Linked DNA regions of Gossypium hirsutum: region 1 is linked to region 2. A link is a contact called in public Hi-C data. All regions are on one chromosome and are shown on one strand. Each heading gives the region's core, a stretch centred on a gene start, on an enhancer-like site or on the middle of the called end of the contact. The rest is flanking DNA. Distances are from core to core; before and after follow the strand shown.

Region 1 (5,040 bases), core at 626-3,125, 240 kb before region 2:
AAAGGGTCCTAAACAATGGGTCTCTTTGTTAAACATGCTGCTAATACTGCTTCCTACACTAAGAAGGCCACCTGGCAGACCTATTAAGGTGAGAAGAAAAGAACTTGATGAACCACAAACAACAAAAAGGTTGAGCAAGAGAGGGGTGGACATGAGGTGCAGTAAATGCAAAAGAATAGGCCACAATAAGAGGAGTTGCAAAGGGGAAGTTGGCCAAAACATTCCAGTAAGTCATTTGTCTTAAGTTATATTGCTTCTGTTTATGAATTTGTTTGACAGATTTTACTTGTTCCTGTAGGTCAAAAGACATAAAGTTGGTGTTCACAACCAAGTGGTTGCCCCAACTTCGCAACAGGCTACCCCAAATCAGCAAGAGAGTACCCTAACTCAGCAGGCTGCCCCAACTCATCAGTAAGCTGCCCTAACTCACCAAAAAGATGTTGCCTCAAGAGAAAAAGCTCCCATTCAAGAGAAAACCAACCACTGTTAAATGGATGCCTCCTACTCAAGAGTCATCCATGATAGACCAATGATGCTAGTGTGAACAGACCTTATTTTGTTAACTTTTTGAATTTGTGTAAATTTGTCTGCTACTGATTTATTAACTTAAGCAAATTAATTTTTGTAAATTTGCCTATGATTGCTACTGTTGATAAATTTAGGCATATAGTTACAATTTATTTTTTTTGTAAATTTTCCTACAATTTACATCTGTTCAGTTGTGTTGAATTGTAGGAAAATTTGGCAATGTTTTGCCCCTTCATTCCTTTTGTAAACAGTTTGACATTTTGCCTTAATATATAAGCATTGATCCATGCAATTTGTGTTATCTCTTCTAACATATGAGTATTGAAAAAACAAATGTGTGAGAATTGAGAAATACAAATATATATTTTTTCATCTGTTATCTTTTTTGATATATGAGTATTGAGAAATACAAATGAAATGAAGATTAAACATTCTTTCAAGTCTATCAACTTTGAAATGAAATCAAATATTACAAAACAACTTTCTAACTATTGTAAGCAACAATACTATTACAAAACAATTTGTAAGCAACAACCACATATTATATCCCATTTCAAGTCTTTCAAGTTTGTAAACAACAACATGAGCTGGTTAGCCATGTATGCCAGTAGCCATGTATAACAACATAAGCAATAATATACCAGTAGCCATGTATAACAACATAAGCAACAATATACCAGCAACAATATTACAAAATATAAGCTGGTTTTCAATGCTAACAACAACAACATAAGCTGATTTAAAGTTTAAAAGACAACAACACAGTTACAAATACAAGCACCAAAAACCATGTTTTTCTTTCCCTCCTCCTTGTATCCTTTAATGTCCTCACTTTTTTTAGAAGACCTAACAACACAATTCGTGAACGGGGTGTCAATGGTGGATCAAATCAGGTGAAAAACCGACATGGTTTTCGAAATCCACTGCCAAATTTCTTACACCCAAAAAACCTCCTACCTAGGTTGTCATTGGATCAAGACGTGTTTAATTTGGCTAGGTTTCCACAATAGCACACTGGGATCACTTCAGGCATCTCCATTTTTCCTTTCCTCCTTTTTCTTTTCCTCTTCTTTTTTTTCTTTTTTCTTTTTCTCTAACCTTAAAATGGTGCTAGTAGGACTGTTAAATTGAGAGTAATCGACCAACTGGAGGGTTTTTTTACACCAAAGACACCGTCATCTACCATGTCACTTTTGCCATGACGTTTGTGATGAAAAATGGCAAAAAAGGACTGTTTTGTAACTTTTTGAAAGTTAAGTGACTGAAATAAAACTTAGATGACTGTTTTGTCAGTTACACTAAAGTTGGGTGACTATTTGTGGAATTTACCCTAAATTTTTTAAAAAAAACCTACTAAGTATGTATAAAATTCTGAAAATACCTTCATCTATTAAAACCATTTATTTCCTCTAACCGATAAAACCTAACACTGAAACTCCACTCTTAATTTTTCCAACAATGGCTTCCACCATCTCAAAGATCCCCACTCACTCCATCTTCAAACTCCTCGTTTCGTCCTCACCCAAGCCACCCGTTTCCTGCTTCATTTCCACCGCCACCGCCACCGCCACTGCCGAGAACCGGACCCAGAAACTCGAACGCATCGCCGACGAGCTTTTAGATCTTACAAAGCTCGAACGCTACGACTATTCCATACTCTTCCGTCTTAAACTCGGCCTCAACCGCTACGGACCCTCCGTATCCGGAGTATCCTCCGCCGCCGCTTCGGCACCGGGAACCGGATCCAGCGCAGCCGAAACGAAAACGGCGGAAAAGACGGCGTTTGATATAAAGCTGGAGAAATTCGATGCGGCGGCCAAGATAAAGATAATAAAAGAAGTGAGGACGTTTACGGAATTGGGTTTGAAAGAAGCTAAGGATATGGTGGAGAAAGTTCCGGTTGTGGTTAAAAAGGGAGTAACAAAAGAGGAAGCTGAGGCCATTATTAAGAAGCTCCAAGAATTGGGTGCTACTGTGGTACTTGAATGATTTTATATATTTGACTAAAGGTGTAGAATAATTGTTGTTTTGATGAAATGGGAACTAAAGTTTTTGAGGATATTGTTGTTATTGGCATTACCAATAGAATTTGAAAGTGAGAAACTTTGCTGAAGTCAATTTGATCCATTGATTGGGTTTGTTTTGAAATAGTTTAGTTTTGGGTGTATTGAAATGAATGGATTAGGATGGATTAATGGTAGTACCTGTAGTTCACCTTCTATTTGAGAATGGTGGTGGCCGGTGCCAATGCCCGTTGGCGTTGGGCCCCTTTAAAATTCAATTTGACTTGTGATTATGCTTCATTGTTAGTTCACTCTAATATTTGTGCTCTGATATCAATTAAGGATTTTTATAATTTCATGTTTCATAATCTATAATCATATTTGAACGTCGAGCGAACTTGAATAAAGAAAGATTCAGCCACCTTTCTGGGATTAAGTTATCGATTGAGCTCAAGTCTTTTGCTGCTTTGCAATTATGCCCTTAATGCATTATATTAAATTCAGAAACTATAAGTTAAACGCAGTTTTAAGTATTACAAATGGGAAACTGACACGATCTTCAGATCTTGAAATCAACCAAAAAAAGAATATATTATTTATCATATTCTAAAAGCACTGTTAATTACAAATCGCCTATAAACTAAGTGGCTTATGGCAATAGCGATAATAAACTAGAAATCGTAACAAAAACCTAGGCAATATCTAATTTACACTAGATGAGGTTCAGCCCTAGTTAGCACTTTCTGCTAAAGGAGCTCATTTTTCGAGTTCCCCACCTGCCCATAACTATCACCTCAAGAAAACGTTATGCGTCTAATCTTGAAGTGGCAACCGCAGGAGTTGGCCACATGAACTAGTACACTCAGCTGGCATCTGTTGGAAGCTTCATTTAAATGCTCTATCGGCAGTAATTCCACTTCCATCCGCTACCAATTTCTTCACGTAATACTTAGATTTACGAAATAGATTAATCTTTTTCCTCCTTTCATCTGGTATCATGTCGATGCTACACTCCGTAAACCCACGCCTTACAAACCTGCTAAAACCACATTGTTTTATATATCATATCCTGGACATCAGATGGAGAATATTCAATATAACTCAACTCCCCCCCTTTATCCAGATTACAAGGTTGCTTCAAATTTATCTAAAAGGTGAAAGAAAATAATTCCATGTTTGAAATGATGTAGTGGGAAAAAAATACAGACCAATCAGCAGTCCGAGTTGTCAGAAGGAAAAGCCTACCCAATCCGAGTGAGGACGCCTTCTTCTCAATATAATCTGCAGATATTTGATTATTAGGAATGATATTGGTTGGTTGATCACAAAAAATTTCCCAGAATTTTGTATCACATCAAAGTGATGCTAATTAGAACAACATTCATAATCAGATTCAAATCCAGCATCATTCCACGATTAGATAGTGAGAACTAAACTAATCAGCAAATCTTTTGTATGCAATCCATCCTACAGTCAAAAAAGGTACTTTGTCGGGTGAGCATTTCTAATAAGATCAGAATTGACAGGTTCTTGCATTGCGTTGCTTTTCAGCTTCAACAGAATAAGTAGCAGAGTACAATCATGTCTAATATGACATAAGCAGTGAAGATAGAGATTTTCACTATCATACCAAGCAATTTATCCCCCTGTCCTTGTCCTCGGCACTCGGGAGAAACTGCAATGCAAGCAACTTCTCCACACTTCTCCTTGAAGAAAGGAAAAAGAGCAGCACAAGCAATGATTTGACCTTCCCTTTCCATAACAGCGAATGAATCTATGGCCTTAAGCAGCTGCACAAACAAAAAGTGACAACAACTTAATTTTCAGGATTTCGGCTCCAGGCCTTTAGCTCAGAAGAATAAAAGCCTTTTTCCCCTTCCCATTTTTGTTCTTCAGTAAGATTTAAAGCCAAGGCCAATTTTAATGATTCTGATCTTTACAACTAAACACCCAAGAACCAGTAGAAGAAAAAAAACACATCATAGAAGAAGAATAAATAAATGAGATAGTTAGGTTAAAGAAAACTCTAAAGGACCTTAATACTGACCTCATCCTCGGTCCTGCGAACCAATGTGCCGGACTCTTCCAAAGGTTTTATGATTTGCTTGATGCCAGCGAGATCTGTTACCTTAGCCATTCTAGCCCCTTCATATAGATCACTGAATAACAAGCAAAGCTAAAGTCAGCAAATTGAACACAAGACAGAATAATGACCTATCAGATCTTGCAACAGTATTTCAAATAAACTAACAAATTTCAGCCACGATACTTGTGATCCCTAATCCTTGGAAAAAGTATGTGGGAACAACATATACCTCCAATTTGTCTGTTGTCAAATGTTATGAAACTGATTGCTGCTTAATGCAAGACCAACTATTCAAAAGAAATCATGGTTACTAGGAGTGCCTCTGGTGTATCAGATAATTTGAATAATATATAAATACTTTACTGAACACTTGCACCTTTTTTTTTTCTATGGAATACTGAATGCTTAAACTAAATTACATAT
Region 2 (5,005 bases), core at 498-2,997:
AATGACTTAGTGACTCAAATAAAAATGCACGCTTCATAAAAAAACATTTAGATTTTGAAATAAATAATCATCTAAAGATGAATTTCTTTTGTGTTATAATTGACTAATTGAAATTATCAAAATCCGACAAAATTCGAAATTCAAACTAATTTGGGTCCATTTGTTTACATGTAAAAAGTTTTACGGAAAATATTTTCTGTATTTTCCTGTGTTTGTTTCACAGAAAATAGTTTGGTCAACGGAAAATGACTTACAAATCAAGGTAAAATAAACTCTTTTTTCCTGTAAAATGACTTACCATTTTGAAAAGCGTAATTCATTTTTCGAAAAGAGCTCATCTATAGACAATTTTATTTTTTATAAAAATTAACTTAAATTAAGCTTAATATTATTATATTGATAATAAATTTTATTTTTTAAAAAAATATTTAAAATATTATATTTTTCAATATTATTAAACATACATATTTAATTATTTATATTTAATCATATAATAAATTATTAATATAAAAAATACAATTTATTATTTTAATAAATTATTTAATATTCAATTTTATTTTAATAATAAATTTTAAAAATAATAATTTTAAATAATATTATTCACATATTATTAAAAATAATTAATATTAATATTTTATAATAAATATTTATTACAATTATAAATATATTAATAATAAATGTTTTGTAGTATAAAAGTTAAAATACATCATAAGTCTATGTACACTTCACAGATTTGTAATTTAGTCTCTGTACTTTTATTTTCAAGAATTTAGTCACTTTACTTTTCAAATTTAAAAATTAAGTCTAATTGTTGACATCATTAATTTTTTTGGTCAATTTTGTTGATGTCACATTTTTAAATAAGAAATACTCACTTAGTAGTCATGTAATTAAAAAATAACCTTGTAATGAATCTGAATTTAACATAATATTTTTAATATATGCAAAAACAATGTAAAATATAAAATCATAGATAAAAATAAATTTAATTAAACAATGAAAAAAATAAGAAAATCTCAAATGTATGTTTGTTTAATTGAAAACAACTTTTATGAAATAATTTTAAGAAATTAACCAAATAACAGAAAATATTTTATACAGATTCCTCTAAACATTAGAAAATATTAAATTTTTAAAAAAAGTAAATTATTTTCTAAAAATAATTTTCAGTAAAAAAAATTGAGCTTTAAATTATGAAAGTCAAAGAAAATTTGAATAAAAAAAAAGCGTGTTACCAACCCTCCCATTTACAACCAATTAATTAGGTTAGGTTTGTTATTTTATATTTAGATTTAATTAATTAATTGGATTGAGTTATTTTATATTTTATTAATTGATTGGGTAATTTAATTTAATATTTAAATGTATTTTATATATATTTTTTTTATATTTAGAGTTAGTGGTTATTCCTCTTAATAATGTTATGTTTAAGATTTAAACTTAGATCATTTCCTTTAGAGTTTAATATATTTTATCATTACATCCAACCACTCGTCGGTAATTAATTAGATAATTTAATTGACTTGAATTATTTTATATTTATTATCTTTATAATCTCTTTTTGAAAGTTTACTTTTTAAGCTTGTTATTTGATTTAACCCACTTCCTGATCTCCCCTGTTTAGCACCGACTCGCTGCTAAAGAGAATCTTGAATCTCCCAATGTATAGCCCAAGGGCCAGGATACATGATCCAGTCCACAAATGTCAAAATTCCATAAATACCCTCAATTCTTTAACGGGATAACAAGTAAAGAATAACGTAAAACGGCTAAGCCCTTTTCAGCCATTTCCTCCCCTTTACTCCTCCCTCACAGGGCGTCTACTTCCCCACCAAGGCTTTCCCTTCACTGATTCGATCCTCCGCAAATTCGTACGGTCTTCCATTTCTTTCTTTTAAAAAGAAACTATCATTCTAATTTCATTTTTTTCTTAAATTAATTTTTTTATTTACTTTTTAATTTCCTCTCATTTACCTTAATTTTTTCTTCATTCTTGTGTGCCTAGATGAAATAATCATGAATTTATCGATGTGTTTTTTTTTTGAACTTTGACGCTTTAGTTTTCCCGATTGATTTGTCACTCGATTTCATTTAAATTTTGTTTTAATTGTTTCTTCGTCTGGTTAAATTGTTGATATGGCTCAGGTGAAATTTTTTAGTTACATTGGTGATATTAATATGATTGAAACCGTTTTGGCCTACATTCTGAACTTAAATTTATAGCTTTGAGTCATGCATTGAATGTAATTCGTTTTGTAATTTTCTGATTGATTTGAACATTGAATTTTGATTATTAATTTTGTTGCAGGAATCATATTTCCAGTCTTACCGTTCTCGCCGAAGTTTAATATCGGTAATTTGAGATTTATCTGTTTCTGTTTCGATTGCCTTTCTTTTTACATTTGTTAATTCTGATTTGGTTTTTTGCGCAGTTTTGTAGCTATTTTTGGTTAGCTTCTTCTTAGAAGAGTTTTTTCGTTCTATCACATGAATTATATGAAATGCCACTTTGAAATAGATTGTTGATATTAAGTTGTAATTTTGATTATCATAAGCTTTGGTTCATAAGAAGTTCAATACACGGACAAGTACTTTAACCTCGTTGGAAATTAACTTATTTGATATATACCATGCAAACCTGTAGACCATTCTCATCTTCAATGTTGATACTAATTTGTTTGCGCTGAGACTCAGATTTGTCTTCTCGACTTTGTTTCTGTTTATGTTTGGTAGGACTAGGACGGATGGAGATGGGGAAGGATGGAAAATATTTTAATCCAATGGCTGAGATTAGAACTTCTTCCTTTGTCCACCCTTCCTACCAAATGAAGTATAAAAGTCTAAAATAATCTGGAATATGTAAATCAACAAACTAGGCTTTTTCCCAACATGTATGTGGGGTTGGCTATACGATATATATTTCACCGCTATACTTATTCAAGACTGTGGTCTCAGTAAGCTTATTGAAATTGAAGTTCTTCTTCTTCCTTTTATTCATTTGTTTATCTTTTGTGATTTCTACTGCATCCTTCTTGGCCTCATTCCCCTGTCTTGAAATTGGTTTCTGTTGTTAAAATCATATCTTTCCATTTGGGTATATTGAAGTATTTACAGATCTAAACTACCTTAAATCTGTTTTTTCCTCATTTGTACTCAATGCTTCTGCAGTTGCGGAATTGATTTAAACACTTTTTAGCATGTGATCTTTCCTTGTGCCAAAGCTATATGTCTAGTTTTATGGATTTTAAGTTAATAGACTAAAAACTCTTCCAAATGTATTTAGACTAGTCCTATTCTTATTAAGCTTTCAGTTTTGCTCTCCTATTTAACTATAATAGTGAATGAGCATATGCTCTATGTTGGTCTTGAAGCCAATTCATTGTGATATGCATTTTCTAGAATTAGTACCATTTTATGCAAACCTATCTTTTCTAATGCATTTGAGATTGTACCAAATGAAAAACCATGCAACTGTGGAGTTATCTTTCCTCCCATATATTCTGCACTTTCCTCCTCTTCCCTAGTTTATTTGAACATGTACTTTACCTTTCATGCTGTTCATGCCTTTGCTGTGCCGGCATGAGTTGCATTTGTGAATATGTTAGCTGCATTTTTTAGGTCTTAATAATTCTTTTTTTGCTGCCACATATATTAAGTTCTTTGAAATTAGAATTTTTCACTGATACAAATTCTTAATTGCTTTTTTGCAGGTACTCTTGTAGCAAGATTCTAATATAACAATTTATACAGTGGATAGAAGTAAAAATGGAATTGCATAGCCTGAAAGATTCATCTGATCGTGTTGCAAAGAAGCGAAAGGTGTCCTATTCTAAAACACATGAAGTTACAGACCTGATTGTTCAGGAAATCAGTAAGGTAATCAAGGTGATGCAGTCAAGCACCCTTGAATATCAATCAGAACTAGCTGAATTGAAGAAAAAGTTACAGGAAGTTTCTCCACTCAATCAGCTAGAAGGTGCCCAAAAGGAACTGAATATAGCACTGATAAAGTATCCGAAAGCTCTTGAGAAAGTCTTTAATCCTGATATATCCAAGGCTTATCGAAATATTGAATTTGATTCCCCTATAGTTAACCAAATAATTGCCAGCCATTTCTACAGGCAAGGGCTGTTTGAGGTTGGTAATTGTTTCATAACTGAGGCTCAGGATGCAGAAGCTGCTGTTGCTATGAGATCACTTTTCCAGGAACTTTATCAAATGCTCGAAGCCATGAAGAGTCGGAACCTGGAGCCAGCCCTGAAATGGGCAGCTGCGAACTCTAATAAACTGAAGGAAAATGGTTCGGACCTTCAGCTGAGAATCCATCATTTGCAGTTTGTGAAAATATTACAAAAGGGAAGCAGAGATGAAGCACTCAAGTACGCAAGAACCAACTTTGCTTCTTTTGCCGGAAACCATATGGCTGAAATCCAGAAACTCATGGGGTGCCTCTTGTATTCTGATAGACTTCATGAGTCCCCATATGCTCATTTATTATCGCCAACCAATTGGGATACAGTAACCAATGAACTAACCAGGCAGTTCTGCAATCTTCTGGGGCAATCATACGAGAGCCCATTGAGTGCCACAATAGCGGCAGGAATTCAAGGCTTGCCTCCTCTTCTCAAGTTTATGACTGTTATGGTAGGGAAGAAGCACGAATGGCAATCTATGAATCAGTTACCCGTGCCGGTAGAGTTAGACAAGGAGTTCCAATTTCATTCAGTATTTGTCTGCCCTGTAACCAAGGAGCAATCAACTGACGATAACCCACCAATGCTTATGTCGTGTGGTCATGTGCTGTGCAAACAGTCTATCAACAAGATGTCAAAGAATGGCTCGAAAACTTTCAAGTGCCCATACTGTCCAACTGATATTGATTCGACGCAATGCAGGCAGCTGATTTTCTGATGTAAAACCCAACTATAGTCATGAGGTTATATTAAAAAAAAAAAGTTTCCTTTACTGAATTGATAGTCTGGAGAACTAGTAATTGGTGCGATGT

What was found. Hi-C and Micro-C count contacts between places; a contact is called where the count stands out from the background.
Region 1: a Hi-C map of leaf shows a contact between it and region 2, with 2.3 times the contacts expected there. The contact joins the promoter of LOC107914346 here to the promoter of LOC121208262 in region 2. A contact is called at or near these places in 7 of 34 Hi-C or Micro-C datasets (callus and leaf).

Annotation. Positions count from the first base shown.
Region 1 is chrA10:17,525,719-17,530,758 of Gossypium_hirsutum_v2.1, reverse strand. LOC107914346 (50S ribosomal protein L7/L12) reads left to right here and starts at 1,875. Exons shown (of 1, transcript XM_016843240.2): 1 at 1,875-2,641. The coding sequence starts at 1,987. The coding sequence ends at 2,517. It overlaps LOC107914345 (probable amino-acid acetyltransferase NAGS1, chloroplastic), which reads right to left. Exons shown (of 10, transcript XM_041078809.1): 7 at 4,579-4,690; 8 at 4,162-4,321; 9 at 3,777-3,812; 10 at 3,098-3,567. The coding sequence ends at 3,560.
Region 2 is chrA10:17,290,374-17,295,378 of Gossypium_hirsutum_v2.1, reverse strand. It overlaps LOC121208262 (protein RMD5 homolog), which reads left to right and starts at 1,747. Exons shown (of 3, transcript XM_041078805.1): 1 at 1,747-1,871; 2 at 2,309-2,353; 3 at 3,711-5,005. The coding sequence starts at 3,766. The coding sequence ends at 4,911.